Regions from separate parts of the Sus scrofa genome. Here all the other regions are linked to region 1. A link is a contact called in public Hi-C and targeted proximity ligation data. All regions are on one chromosome and are shown on one strand. The core of a region is the stretch at or near the end of the contact, and the rest is flanking DNA. Distances in the headings are between cores, read along the strand shown.

Evidence for each region. Hi-C and Micro-C count contacts between places; a contact is called where the count stands out from the background.
Region 2: a contact with region 1 is called in a Hi-C map of alveolar macrophages, with 3 times the contacts expected there. A contact is called at or near these places in 1 of 5 promoter capture datasets (liver), 18 of 47 Hi-C or Micro-C datasets (alveolar macrophages, blood, embryonic fibroblasts and 9 more) and 2 of 2 datasets of targeted methods (alveolar macrophages and skeletal muscle).
Region 3: a targeted proximity ligation map of alveolar macrophages shows a contact between it and region 1. A contact is called at or near these places in 3 of 47 Hi-C or Micro-C datasets (blood and omental adipose tissue) and 2 of 2 datasets of targeted methods (alveolar macrophages and skeletal muscle).

Annotation. Positions count from the first base shown.
Region 1 is chr3:52,797,148-52,800,213 of Sscrofa11.1, forward strand. No RefSeq gene overlaps it. Among named protein-coding and RNA genes, the nearest start is that of RFX8, 43 kb to the right of the region's middle.
Region 2 is chr3:52,540,361-52,543,402 of Sscrofa11.1, forward strand. MAP4K4 (mitogen-activated protein kinase kinase kinase kinase 4) reads right to left here. Exons shown (of 29, transcript XM_021087163.1): 6 at 990-1,080; 7 at 428-558. Among named protein-coding and RNA genes, the nearest start is that of MAP4K4, 110 kb to the right of the region's middle.
Region 3 is chr3:52,518,953-52,522,144 of Sscrofa11.1, forward strand. It overlaps MAP4K4 (mitogen-activated protein kinase kinase kinase kinase 4), which reads right to left. Exons shown (of 29, transcript XM_021087163.1): 13 at 1,099-1,260. Among named protein-coding and RNA genes, the nearest start is that of IL1R2, 120 kb to the left of the region's middle.

The DNA of each region.
Region 1 (3,066 bases), core at 199-2,698:
CCCATGCCAAAGCCCTAATCCCTAGTGTAATGGTGTTTGGAAGCAGGGGTGCTGGGAGCTCGCTAGGTTTGATGAGGTCCTGAGGATACCTCCCCCTCCCATGATGGGGTTAGTGCCCTTATAAGAAGAGACCAGAGCCCCTCTCTCTGCCCCAGAGGGACATGGGAAGAAGATGGCTCTGGGCAAGGGCGGGAGGGAGCCCTGATAAGGATCCCAGCTTTGCCAGCACTGGGTCTTGGCCTTCTTGGTCTCCAGAACTGTGAGAAAGAAGCTCCTGCTGTTTTAACTACCCAGCCAGCAGCGCTCTGCCATAGCAGCTCCGCCAGACCAAGGCTTGCTCCAACACCCATGCCGCAAATCATCTGCAGACGGCCCACGTCCTCCTGGGGTCTCGGTGGGAGGCGCTACTGAGTTTACTTTTGTTTTGACTCCTATCTGGGGACACTTGGTTGTCTATGTAAGGTTCTCATTTTGAAGAAAGTAACTCACCCTTAATTTCATTCCCTAAAATAGAAAATTCATTTTTTTTAGGGCCGCACCTGTGGCATATTTGGAAGTTTCTAGGCCAGGGGTCAAATCAGAGCCACAGCTGCCGGCCTACGCCACAGCAGCCACAGCAGTGAGGGATCCGAGCCACATCTGTGACCTACACTGCAGTTCACAGCAACGCCAGATCCTTAACCTACTGAGTGAGGCCAGGGATGGAACACACATCCTTAAAGAGACAACACCAGGTCCTTAACTCACTAGTCACAATGGGAACTCCTGAAAATTCCTCTTTAACTAAACAAAACTGCACATAACAGAGCTGACATTTTCTACCATTTTTAACGCCTGCATGTTCTACTTATGCAGTTGACTAAGTCACTCCCTACTGTTGCGCCAAGTTTTCTGATCCAAACATTTTTATTCCGGCCACTTTTCCCCCAACTTTTAGGTTTTTCCTCAGAGGAAAGTTTCTGGCTAAAGCACCGGAGTTATTTTATGGCTCTTCTCTGAAGCCACATGGTTTCACAAAAGCCTGAAGTCTACACACATGGCACCAGCCATGCAGGAAGGAGCCCACTCCATCCCACCCCCACCCATCCTAGGTCTTGCCTTTTCTCTTTAGTTAACTCGTCTATTGGTCTATTCAGTACCTATAGGCCCTGAGCTTTATTTCACTGTTCATTTCTTCCCAGGCAGACAGAGTTCTGTTATGATGCAGACACTGCAGGCTATCAGTCTGCTAACAATCACAAATCTCTGCCTGAAGCCTCAAGCTTTCAACTCTGACACAGCACTGTCCCCTCTCTCAAATCCCCAAGTGATTCCTTTTAAATTAGTGATCCTTCGAGGATGGGGACAAAGGGTGCAAAAGGCAAAGCAAACAAAGGAACTGATAAGCAGGAAGCGTGTCCTCTGCCACCTGGGGGCCTCCTCCTGCTCAGTGTTCTTCGCAGGCCACCTAGTGGATCCGCGGGGGAAAATGCGCAGCGGGGGTGGAGAGACCCTTTCCCAGTCCCACAGGGAGGACAGCGGGGGCCCTTCAGGACAAGCGCTGGCTCCTTAACCCCGATCAGCTCGGTGTCCAGTCATTTCGCAATTCGGAGGCGGCGGGGGATGGGCCGGCCTCTTCCTGATGAGGCTGTGTGGAAACCAGAGGGGAACGAAAAATAGTCCTTACCTCTCCCAACTGCCCAAAGTTGGGGACTCAGTTAAAGGTATGAATGTCTAACATACCCCACGGAAAGCAAACCGTGAGTCCCATAAACCGAAGTGCCCCCATTACAAGTTTTTATTCACTCAGCAACAATTACTTGAATTCCCAGCGTGTGAGCCAGGCCTGTGCGAACTACAAACAGCTCCAGCCAGGACCTGTGGTCTAGACGGAGAGAAGAGACTCAGGGGTGGAAAGTTAGATAATGGGAGGGGGCAGTAAGGTGTGAGGCCACTGTGAGGTCCCTCTGCAGCAGAATCAGAGAAGCTTCCATGGGGAGGAGGAATTTTTTTTCCATGTGACTTTCTCTTGGGTTATTTAAACAAAATAATACAGACTTATAAAACTTGAAAAAACTCACCCCCCTGCCTTTCCATTCTTAGCAGGGAACCACTGCTGAAGGTTTGCTTTGTGTAGTTCCAGGAGATTTGAGAATGGTCCTTAAAGGATGAGAAGATTTGGTCCATGGGAGCGGGTGGGAGAGGGAGAAAATGGTGGGACTTTTTGGAATGGCAAGAGTTCCCTCTAGGGGCACCCAGCTTTGTTATCTCTGCCATGTATGAATTTTCTGATAGTCTGGGGTCTCTTGAGTGTCTGACAGTATTTACATTTTTTTTTTTAAGAAAAAGGGGGAAAAAACCCAACTAGTTAATCCATTCCAGATACCTGTCTTTTTTCAAATTCCCCAGATTTTTTTCTTCTTCTTTGGTTTGACCACAAAGTGAACCCAAGAGTATGAATCATAAGCCTTCACCTCGTGAATGTTTTATCCTAGGATTTGCATTCAAATCCTCAGCCAACTCAGTGTCTTCCTGCTCTCACTGGCCCTTGGAAGGAAGGGCTGCATTTATCTGTAAGTGTGTGTGTGTGTGGGGGGGTGGTGACAGAGGGCATGTCTGCTCTGCAGCAGCAGAAACTTAACTCCTCATTCAGTTACAAGCAGCTTCATTCTTTGCAGACCTCCTGGACTAGTTTCTGTGCCCCTCTTCTGGACTCACCTCTGTCAGAGGACTAGACAAGCCACAGTAAATCACTATTCATTATTGGGTTATTTGCAGCCCATAAGATCCATGAAGACTGCCTACTCCCTATGGTAGGCTCTGTGCCTAGGACCCCCAATATTTGCAGAATGAATGTATGAGTAATGACCAGGGTCTCACCATAGACACTTTCTACTTGAGATGTGGCCGCAGAGCCAAGTGCATCAGCTGCCAGCCACGTGTGATAGAGAGATGGCTCATACACAGCTGGGCATAGCCCCCACACAGGAAGTCTGACCCAGCCTCCTTTGTGGGTTACCCCAGCTCACTCATCCCAGGGAAGAATTAGAAACTTTCCAGGCTCTGCATGACACACACTCTCCAGGA
Region 2 (3,042 bases), core at 56-2,555, 260 kb before region 1:
GTCACTCTAACAGTTTAAATAGACTTGGGACCAAGACAAAGCTGCAATGCTCTTCAACAACAAAGTTCATACAGATGAAGCCATTGCTTTATACTGACAATATCTTTAAAATAATATCTGATTATAATCTACTCTTCAAGATAAAAAGAAGAGCAAACAGGGCAGAAGCATTTAATTTGCTCTGGACAAAAATTTCTACAAACAGCAGAGTGACCCCCACAGCCTGCCCTGCCATCAAAGCAGCATCTCACTTAGTGACAAAACGGAGGTGATGTAGAATGGACCAAAACAAGCTCAAAATACTGTCCCAGCAGATGTGCCCCGGCAGTTCTCACTGATACAGCACAGGGGGCGGGGACAAAAAGGACACATGCCAAGGCAGAGACCCTCCCCGCCCCCACCCGGAACGGCAGGGCCAGCACCTTACCCTGTAGTCGTAGGTGGCATCAGGGTTCTCGTCACAGGCAATGACCTCGGGGGCCATCCAGTAGGGGGTGCCTATGAACGTGTTCCTCCTCCCCACCGTCCTGTCCAACTGTGCGCTCACGCCAAAGTCCACTGTGGCAGTGAAGGATAGGAAGAGGTGCACAGTGAACACAAGGAGGAAGCAGGTGGAGAAATGTCAGAACAGGGGCCTTGAGAGTAAACCTGTGTAGACACTCGAGCTTTCCCCCACACGGTGAGGAGCCTCCTCTCCAGAGTAGAGCCAGCAAGTCGCTCCACCAGCCTGAAAGTTTCCGGGAAGCCTGGAAACCGCCACCCCCGCCCCCGAACTTCCCAACTGCGATCCCCCAGGAGGGACTTCTGGGTGAGCCAGGAGCATGGGGAAGGGGTCTGGCAGCCGGGCCACTCAGGGAGCCCAGCTCCCACCTCTTGCACAAGACAGAAGCACCTTGTGGGGAGCGCCAGCGTTCTCCGCTAACGCTCACAGCGCGGAGGCTGCTGGCCGGGGGGCATGCACCGGACTACGTGGCGAGCCCATCACCTACCAAGTTTCACCTCTGCGTTCTCCGTCAGCAATACATTCTGGCCCTTGATGTCCCGGTGAATCACGTGATGGATGTGGAGATGTGCCAGTCCCTGAGCAAGAAAGACAGATCTGGATTTGGTTCTTTGTCACTCTGAGTATAAATAACTGAATGCACACACAGGCCAAAAGTCTCTGCGAACCGTCCTGAGAACGTACAATTCAATGTCAGTGCATTTCCAGGAACAATCACCAGTGACGCCCCCAAGCAGAGAGAGGCACCCCCATCCCAGTGAGGCGGGGCCTGGGTGGGGGAGGGGTGACCACTTTCCTGCTGCTCCCTGAAGACTGGCTTTTAGATGACGGTTTGCAACGTCGCTGCTGTAATTTGGGCTATTTGTGTACAGGGTGGTTCCTTTCCCACTCTGCATGCCTGTCTTGCAGTGGGTGATCAGGGGGCCTATATGAACTACATGTGCCCCGGGAGAAAGCCAAAGGGAAGGTGGGCTTTAAAGTCTAGCCCTTGAACCCTGCCTGGTTTTCCCACCAAAGAGCAAAAAAAAAATTGCTAACTAGTGATCCACCCCACGTGTAAAACAATTCTGCCATCAAAAGAGCTTTATATTTAAATAAAGTATCTTTCTTTCCCAAGGATGTAAATCCTACTGGGCATGGAGCACTTTCTGATGCCCCTGTATCTGGAAGGAAGCCCAGAGCATGCCTCTGATGAGAGGTGGTGGGAGTTCGCCTCCAAATATGGCCAGAAAGACAAAAAGCCGTCATTCTCACAACTCATGCACTGGCTCTATCTTTAGCTCGAGAAGCCAAATCTATAGCCTGCCTCCTTCAGATACAAGCAGCCTATTAACTCCAAAATGCCACAGTGCAAAAAAGGGTTGACCAGAAATAAGAGTTTGATTTTTCCAGTTTAATTTTTTGTGGGGTTTTATTGTTATTATTACTTTGAAGGATATGAATTAAACACAATGGCTGCCCTAGAACACTAATTTCCCTAACACGGAGGGTCTCTAAAATCATTTACTATCTGCTTTGAAATAGAACAGAGCCTACCTGATGGCTCAGTGTCCTTTCCCACCTCCCCGGCTGGGTGGTGTCATACCACAAAGCACCGAAAGCACATGGCAGCTCCGTGCTAGAGTGGGAAAGAAAGTCCCCCCATCCAGCATAATGCAGGAGGTGGTGGTGGGGGGGACACACTGCAGCTTCCCTCATTCCTACTGTCTTCCTTCAGTTCACTTTTTATTCTCTTTCACAAACCCCTTTCTTACACTTTTCTAGAATTATCTCAGCAGCAAACATTAAGCAGCCACATCTTCTCAAGTGTGGCCTGCATGTACTCTGCTTCCTTTCGAGGAATTTCTGTCCCGAGGCTACCAAGCCGGGGAGTGGATGCTGCCTGTGTCTGACGGCTCTCACTCCACGTGACCCTGAGCTGTGATCATTGTGAAGGAGGACACGTGCTTCCTGCAAGAAGGACCCAGGAGGATGGGAGTGTGCTCCTCCTTGACAATACGTAAGCCACCACTGCTCCTCCTCAGCAGAGATGAAAATGCAACACACAGTAAGCACCTACCCAAGAGCAAAGGGATCCATGTTCAAAACCAGGAAACGTTCTCCTATGGCTCCATCATAAGAGGTCACAGAACAAAGAAGCCATCAAAGGCTGTCCTTCAGTGCCAGCTGGGCAAGGCCGCTCGTGCCCTTACTCAGTGTGCACGAGGCTGGTTTCTAGGAAAACTCAAAGCCTCCATGTGCATGCTGAGTGTGGACATGGGCTGGAAGGAACACGTGGTTTCGCTGGTGAGTCTTGGGGTCTAGAGGCCTTGGTGGGCCAGCCCACGAGAGCTACTCTATTGGCGTCTGAGGCCTATACGCCAGTGACGATCGACCGTCTAAGAGCTTAACTGAGCAGCACCTGAATCTAATATCCACAAGGGACAAGGACATTTTGCCACTAGAGAAGCTCCCTCCCCCGGCAGGTCCTTGGGATGCAGGTGGATTGGCTTCCTTTACCAGGAGAGCTCACCCTCTCACCGCACTGCTCTCTTTACCAA
Region 3 (3,192 bases), core at 404-2,903, 280 kb before region 1:
GCTTAGCGGAAATGAATCTGACTAGCATCCACAAGGACACAGGTTTGATTCCTGGCCTTCCTCACTGGGTTAAGGATTTGACATTGCCTTGAGCTGTGGTGTAGGTCTCAGACATGGCTTGGATCTGGTGTTGCTGTGGCTGTGGTGTAGGCCAGTGGCTGTAGCTCTGATTTGACCCCTAGCCCGGGAACTTCCATATGCTGTGGGCGTGGCCCTAAAAGGACAAGTAAAGTTCTTCTGTTAGAACACAGATGTTATATATACAAGTGCAAGGGTTTAAAGGACTTTGCTGTTCCTCTTAGAGATGCTAAGTGCAGAGCACTCCAAAGCTCAGCTAGGAAACCAGAGTGTTCTTGTTAATAGCTGTCTGCTGACTAACCACTATTTATACCAAGCACGAAGGACCAGTTTTTAAAACCCCAAACCAAAACCTGCTTAATATTAAATAAAACGAATATGAATTGTATTTTCTGAGATCAAACAAAAGATACCTAGAACAATTACATTCTGCCAGCTCTGGTCTGGGAAATTCTCACAAATGAACCAGCCCCAAGCCCTTGGTGACTGAGAGGGCTGGGTCTCCAAAGGCGGGGCTGGGAGGGACACGGACATGACATGTTTTCAACAAGAAGAGAATGACACATCTCTCTAACACAGAAAACACATAAGCACATCCAAAATACGTGGTGAGGAAAAATCCTCTTTAGTCACTGGATACTTCAAATATTTCTCATGGGAAACGTCTTACACTTGGTTTCAAATTTCATTGAAGAAAAAAAAAAAAAAAAAGTTCACTATCATCCAGATATTTGAGGTTTGAAGCACTTAAGCCAAACCCGAGAAGATCCTTCAAGCATCAGACTAGTGGAGACCACTCAGCTGGTTTCGAGAGGTTTCTAAAGTGTCATGATTCATATGTATCTGTTTGTAGAGACAAGAGAGTCCACTTACTGACTTGAATGTTTCCAGCTGCACTTCTGCACGTTCAAAGCTCTGAAGTCCTGATCCCGGGTGAGCTTTCTGCCCCCAACCCCCCAAGTCTGCAAAGTGACAGAGGTCAGGAGTTGTGGCGGGAACATTCTTTGAGGACAAACTAACCTGTTCCCTCTCGACTCTCCTCTTCTCCTCCTCTGCCCGTCTCCTCTCCTCCTCTTCCTTTCGCCTTCTCTCCAGTTCCTCCAGACGCCGCTTCTCCTCCTGCTCGCGTCGCCGCTGCTCACGTTCTTGCTGCCTTCTGGCTTCGCGCTCTCTCCTTTGTTGCTATGCGGGGACAGACACAATCAGCAGACTCCCTAGCCTCGGCTTGCAGGGAGACGCTAACGGGGGGGACCTCGCAGGCCCACCTCCACCGGTCCACATGGACCAGCTTCCTAAGCACCAGTCAGAGCTTGGTTCCATTCTGCTCTCAGTCATGCCCCATTCTTCACTGAACCACAGCAACGAAGGACAGGGAACCCTCTATCCTCAAATCCTACTAACAAGCTATCCAGGGCCCTTAAGTCAGAAGAAAAAGACGAGAAATGGATACAGGACAATAGATCGGGCAAAGAAAAACAGGGCAAAGAAAAATAAGGCAACAAAAGAAGCATATGAGGGCAAGAGGAACTGACACCAACGCGAATAAGAGACGCAGTGATCTCACCGCGACTGAGGAAACCACCCGAGCACGTGCGTGCACGCTAAGGACACAGCGGTCTTCCTTCCACCTCTTCACCCACTGGAGTTCCCCTAACAAACCTAGGAAGCAGGTCCTTCCCTCCTACTTCGAAGAGGAGAAAACAGGCTTGGAAAAATGAAGCGACTGCCTGGTGTCGCCGGCCTCTAAGCCCCCAGGTCTGAGGCCACTCTGCCTGTCACTGCACAGCATATGCCATCCTGCATCTCATTACCAAACTCGCCCAGATCCCAGCCCTTCTACCAGCCCCAGAGTACAGGGTGTCATAAAAGTGACACTGGGCCCACATCTGGGTGCTGAATATAAAATCAACCAACCCCTCCTCCTGTGAACGTGCAGTATGGGCCCTCAGATCCCAGCTGGGGAAGGGCTCGCTCAGTACAGCAACCACTGGCCCCTCGCTGTGACCGAGCACCTGCAATGGGACCAGCACAAGGAAGGAGCGGAGTTTTGAATTTTATTTCACCGAAGTTAAACAGTCTACAGCACAGCTCTAGAGAAAGCACAGCCATCCAATTTCTCAAGACACAGGAAGCCAGCATCACAAACTTTAATGTGACAGAGATTAACTACTAATAAATGAGAAAGTTTGGGGCAAAGCCACTGGAGATATTAGACCAAAATATTCATGATAGGTATACAAAATAGTTATTTATTACAGTCAAAGTACTCCTCCTGAGCCCCACCCCCACCCCAACCCTACCCAGCATTCGTTCTGAAGGCAGATGCTTAAAACTGACTTCCTGAGCAACGGGGAGCTGTGTCTCACACAGGGAACACGGGGTCGGCAGCAGGCCCCTGAGGTGATGGCTACATCACCATCATTCTCTAGAGTCAGCTTCTGGCCCCGCCTCCTCTCTTATTCCATACACTTCAAGTTTGGGGGTGCTCCCCCCACTGTCTACTCTTAGATTTCAATGCAAAACACTCCCCTGTGGGTGAGGTGGGGTTGTAAGAAGAACAGAGAACCAGAACCATCCTGGTGTTCAGAAGCTACGAGTTTAATGGCTAGGACATCTTCGGTCAGGTCTAACACCTACAACTACCCTCCTATAAAGCTGCCTGTTGCTTGCTAGCATAATGCCTTCACACTTTTTTATAAGACTTCTGCACTGACACTATGCTCTTCTGCCGCCAAATGGTCTGCAATCAGGTGGAGGGCCTCTGCCTTCTAAAAGCCAGCAAACCACTTCCCCTGCCTCAGGGCTCCAGGAACAACCTCACACAGAAACTGAGCCACCTCCCAGCTGTGTTTCTGTGGCCTCTCCTCTTCCAGGCAGACTGAGCTAAAATCTCTTATTCTGTATCTTTTGCTTGTTCCATGCAGAAGCAAAAAGAACAGTTGGGTTTTCACCAGCACATCGCTTACAATAAACACTTAGGACCTAAGAACTCAACCATTTCTATCACTGGCAATAAAAAACTTTACATTCCACTAACTGGTAAACACAAGTTTCTGTGCTTTAAATAGCAATTACTTAGTTTCTTCAGATATTCTTGGTTGGCCAGGTTTTCCA